Linked DNA regions of Nothobranchius furzeri: region 1 is linked to region 2. Evidence: chromatin contacts called from public Hi-C data. All regions are on one chromosome and are shown on one strand. Each heading gives the region's core, a stretch centred on a gene start, on an enhancer-like site or on the middle of the called end of the contact. The rest is flanking DNA. Distances are from core to core; before and after follow the strand shown.

Region 1 (2,700 bases), core at 20-2,519, 58 kb after region 2:
AATGGATTTTTAGGGAATTTTCTGTTAAATATGTTTTGACAAATTGAAGATGTCCGACCGCGACCATTGTGGCCGTGGACCCCGTGCTGTTGTAACTATTGGTTGCTGTTAGCGTCAACCGACACAACCATTTTTGTTTAGCTTAGCCCCACCCTACAGCACAGTACTGACACATGATTGGTCCGGCCCGTTTTGGGCTGGAGGTCGGACGGTTTGAACTGGAGCGGTACAAGATGGATTCTCCTGAGTTTGGAAAATCTCACGAGAATCCATCTTGCAGCACAAGGTTAGAAGACTCCCAAATCCTGCTGTCTTCTGCTCTGGCTAACTTCTACATCCTGAAACAGAAGCACCGGAGATCGAGCCACATGGCGTTCATTTATTTATACAGACCACAGCAAATGTGTTGAAATAACGGGTGAACTTGGTCTTTGAATTTTTTTTTTGCTTAAATTATAAATAAATTATAACGTGTCTGTGTGGCATTTGAGACACGTAGCTAAAACTTTAGAAACGTAACAAGTTATGTATCATATCAGAGTTCAGCTAAAAATATGGAGTATGTGTTTTTGTCCCTTTTGCCCAGCCCTAGTATCTGGTTACCTGCAGCCTGGACTGCTTACATGATGTCTAGGAATGCCTTCATAAATGACAAAACCCTATTCTGACTGACTTGGATGAAAGGCACAATGAACTTATTCCTATTGTTTTTTTTTTTATCGTCTCCTTCAAAGAGGATGCAGTTTAGCTGACGTCCTTCACTAGCGTGTTTTTATAAATGAGAGTTTCAGTTGAAATCCTGGTAAGGCTGACAAGAATTTCACAAACACATTTTCAGCTTTGATTTTCTTTGTGTCTGCAGAGTGCGTGCATCGAATCCCCTGGATCGCTCCCGAATGTCTAAAGAATGCGTCTCTGAGTGTGGCAGCAGACAAATGGGGTTTTGGTACCACCCTGTGGGAGATCTGCTTCGATGGAGAAGTTCCTCTCAAAGACAAGAAGCTTATCGAGGCAAGAGCGCACATGCTAACATGAACAAATGCTCTGAAACAAATCTTGTCCAAGGCTGACTTCTCCATGCTGCCTGTGATGAACTCCAGCTGCTTTGCTGCGTTTTTCTTGATCAAATGCTTGCTTCCTGTTCCGAGCAGAAAGAGAGGTTTTATGAAATGGAGTGCCAGCTGGTCACCCCCGACTATGAAGAGCTTGCTGAACTCATGACCAAGTGCATGAACTACGACCCCAAGAAGAGACCCTTCTTCAGGGCCATCGTCAGAGACCTGGACATGACCGAGCCGGGGAAAATGGGTGGGTGTGAGGACACTCGTGTAAAGTCACAAACCAGCTGGTTACATCAGGTTCAGAATAACTTTAACACTCTTTCTTAAAACAGGACTGGAAACTGAAAGAAAGCTAAACCAGAAATGCGTAGTTTCTTGACATTTGAAATAAGATCTGAATGTTTCGGTCTCACCTGACAGCAGAGTTGTTTACTCGCTTGGATTTTAATGAGGAAGTTCACTGGGTGCATTATCAAGTCATCTGCCCCTCACTGGGGCCTCATTGGCTCTGGAGACTACATTCTTCCACCTACTGGCCAGATTTAGATACTGCAGCCAGTTTATTAACCCAACTGCTACTGCACACTCATCATTCTCCTTTATTCTTATGACTTTTCAAACTGGCTACCAGATCAGCTCCAGTGGCAGTGGGGTTAGAAATTAAACTCCTTTTTAAAAGCATCATCAGTTGCATAAACACAAAAACCTTCACACTCTCGACCGCAGTAGACTTCCTCTGACGCCAGGCTGAAGAAAGGATGTTTTGTAATCATGTTCTTTCATCTGTTAGACGTGTTCTTCAGATCCAAACACCAGACCGGGGTGGACCCAACCGTCTTTGAAAAACGATTTCTGAAGATGATCAGAACCCTGGGGGAGGTAAGCCGCTATTGTTGTGGATCCCTTATGGGGGGGAGGGGCTAACATGGCCACACTGTTAACATTGGTGGCTGGTAAAATGTGATTCCATCTGTTTTCCTTCAGCTTTTTTATTGATGATTAATCACTACTAGGCATAGACCGATATATCGTTTGGCCGATATTTGATATAATTTTTAAATATCTGCACTTAGTTGAGCCGATTTAAAGTCAGGCACATCCCCAGGCAGCCCAGTACTGCTGCTGCAGACTTTAAGTGTATTTTTACCTGGATAACATCTGCTTTTAATTAATGCACCAACTACAATTTTTTTTCTCCCAGTTTTGAATATTTAATACTTGGTCAGTTTACTGATTTGTTTGATTAACTTTAGTTAGGTGTCTGATTTTAACACTGAACAGTGCACACAATTAATATTTAACAGCTGTTTAAATTCAGTGTTCAAAAACTTTTGTGCATCTGATGTCATTAGTGACATTTTAGCATGAAAATGAGGTAGCAAACATCTAGACATCGGCCATGAAAATCGGCCCAAAATATCGGCCATCGACTGACCTCGACCTCTACATTTTGGCATTGGCAATAGAAAACCCAACATCGGTCGACCTGTAATCACAACTATCCGAAATTCTCCCTAAAGTCAAACCCACATAATATAATTTTAGTTTGTAACGTCGACTTCAACCACTTTAGCCTTCTGGAACTTTCCCGTTAAATGTTCCCTCTTGTTTCTCTCCATGCAGGGGCATTTTGGGAAGG
Region 2 (2,700 bases), core at 193-2,692:
AGGATGAGCCAGATTGTTTTTTTTTTCTTTTGACACTTTCAAACTGAATGAGACACATTGTGCACTCTTTGGATTTGTTTATATTTATCTGTTTATTTGTTAATGAAATACAGAGGTTTTAAAAAGTCCTTGCATGTGGCTCTGCCTGTGGGATGGGGGTGGGGGGCATCTGCATGGACCAATCAGATTAGAAAGATGGTTGGAAGTCTCTTTAATTACCATGACTTAGCATTTTTAATATATTTCTTTAAATATAAGAAAATACAAGAATTTATTGAGGCAGCTCCATGTTTTATGGTATTAGTGGAAAGTCTGAAACAACAAAAGCTGTTTCTCACCATCAAGCAGCCAGCTGTGGTCTCTCAGCTGTTGCAGCTTGGGCAGCATCAGTCTGGTCATCAAATGGTCAGGGATCGGCATGCCTTTCTGTACGTAGGTCTTCACCAGCAGTCCTGCCTCTGATCAACAACAAACAGAGATATGAACAGAGCTTCCTGATTGTGAGAATGTCTATCTGAGAGGCAACGTGAAAAGTTTAACCTTTGGAAGCTGCGGGGTTGTCCCTGCGGAGGACTGATTGAAGAGATTATAAAAGAGAAAATAAGGAACGCGGTTTTTGGCATCTTTCCAAATCATGCTGGCCTGTACGGAAACCTTTATTAAAATTTCCTGGGAAGAAAATGTGCCCTAGAAAAAGGAAGCTAGAGGAAACACAACCAACGGTTTTGGATGTTTGAGGAAATAAACGCAAAAAATTAGGAATTGAAATTAGAAAACACATTATGGGTGAGCAGGGGGGGGGGGGGGTCAATCTAGTGTCTGCTTTCTTCTGTGTGGTGTTGTGAGGCTCACACAGGCTCTGAAGACAGAACGGGGGAAAACACTGCTAGTTCATGTTACATGCATCAGCAACGCGCTTTGTTGCAACATTAGCTGCATGAAAACAAGGTCATCGTGGCAATTCAAGCATGCTGCACGGAAAACGAGCAGGCTCCAACGCTTCCTGTTGACACAACAGAGTTTAGTGGAGTGGGCTTCTGTTTACGGGCTATCTCCCTCTCTCTCTCTCTCTCTTACCTGGGTCGACAGTTGTGCCCTCGCGCAGAAAGTGACCGCTGGACAGGTATTGCAGTCCGAAGCTCTGAGCAATCCTCTTGGATATCGTGCCTTTTCCTGATCCTGGTGGACCCATGATTGCAGCACGGAATAACTTTGCCATGTCTACCACCGGGGGGACAAGCAGCAATAGACGGGGCTGTTCAAAGGCAGATGTTTCTGTTTGCGCTTATTTCTCACAGCTGCACGCATGAACGGTCAGCCAAGAAAAATATCTGCACTTTAAAACTCGCTCGCAGTGGATTTACGCGCAGTCTCTCTCTCGCTCTCTCTTTCTCTCTCTCTCTCTCTTCGTCGCTCGCTCTCCTGTTTCTTTAAGAAAAGAGACTTTCCTCCGCGAATGAACGAGCGAGACTCCACAACGCCCTATTTTTCTGCGCGCATCATCTAGAAAAAATGCGGATGGCTGAACACCAGGCGGCGAACTGGTTATTGTAGTTTTTAATGTGGTACAAATTGTAGTCCGTTTGAGAAGAAGTAATGTACAATTAGATAAAGGAGGTTAATTTGATTTATGAGCTATTTAAAAAAATGTGACATCGGTTTGGAATTTAATCTACACTCTAAAATCTGCTGGGTTGTTTTAATTTTTGTTTTGTCATTTGTTATTTGTTTTTTTATCGTTTTTTGTTTGTTTGTTTATTGGTTTGTTTGTTTGTTATTAAATTAAAATATGCCCTGACAAGTGGTTGACTGCTGGTCCAAGCAAAGTTTGAATTTTAGAAACAATAATTTATTTTAACCAAAACATTAGCAATTTAACGGTTATTTTTAAACTTGTTTTAAGCAGTTTAAACGTTGACTTGACCTTTTCCGCTGGAAACAAAAGCATAAAGTTACAGCAATTCGCCACCTTATGGTGGACGAGTGTGTCGCAGACCATTTTTACGTGCTACACTTAAACGTGTCAATCTCAGAAGTTCAGATCGGGCCTGGTGGAAATCATCAGCCACAGGGTCAAACCAACAATCCAACCTGAGTTGGCTCTGCGCAAATTTTACTAAAATAATCCAAACTGTAATATTATTAATAATAATGGTAATATTCTTGGAACGTATTTATTTATTTTTATTGTTTTGGGGCATTATGTGCATTTTGATTTTATTATGTTTAGTGTTTTTATGTCTTATAATATCCATTTTTAGTATGGTCTGATTGTTGACTCTAATTTTAATGTACATGGGCTATGATTTTATCACGTATTGCACTTTGGGCAGCCTTGGCTGGTGGCATTAAGGTGCTTTATAAATAAATAAATGAAATGCAGTTGTTTTTATTTTCACACCTTTTAGAGTGTATTTCTTTCATTTCAAGCACGTTGGCCGAAATAAATAGTAGAACTGCAATCCAAAAATAATATCCAAATCCAATAATATCCAAAACAATCCAAAAATAAACAGGTTTCATACAGATTGTTGGTAGATATTGTTTGAATAATTAGGCTAATACATATTTTACAGCCTATTCATTTTCTTAGTTTATTTTGACAGCATATCTCCAGCAGATCGGTGCTTTCATTCTAGAGTTGACAAACTGATCGTTTTTGCGCTACAGCGGAAGGCGCAAAAGACTCGCTGTCATTTG

Evidence for each region. A called contact is a pair of places that touch in the nucleus more often than the background predicts.
Region 1: a Hi-C map of skeletal muscle shows a contact between it and region 2, with 5 times the contacts expected there. The contact joins the enhancer-like site here to the promoter of ak4 in region 2. A contact is called at or near these places in 2 of 2 Hi-C or Micro-C datasets (skeletal muscle and tail fin).

What each region holds. Positions count from the first base shown.
Region 1 is chr8:68,588,457-68,591,156 of NfurGRZ-RIMD1, forward strand. jak1 (Janus kinase 1) reads left to right here. Exons shown (of 25, transcript XM_015970987.3): 17 at 863-1,011; 18 at 1,152-1,308; 19 at 1,852-1,940; 20 at 2,685-2,700. Among protein-coding and RNA genes, the nearest start is that of jak1, 43 kb to the left of the region's middle. Within about 2 kb of position 1,270, at least 1 of the 3 cell types and tissues checked has an H3K27ac peak or open chromatin away from gene starts, as enhancers often do. A contact at or near this core is called in tail fin, where this site is marked.
Region 2 is chr8:68,529,867-68,532,566 of NfurGRZ-RIMD1, forward strand. ak4 (adenylate kinase 4) reads right to left here and starts at 1,443. Exons shown (of 5, transcript XM_015970986.3): 1 at 1,078-1,443; 2 at 339-458. The coding sequence starts at 1,219. LOC107392912 (a long non-coding RNA gene) reads left to right here and starts at 2,693. Exons shown (of 2, transcript XR_011521420.1): 1 at 2,693-2,700.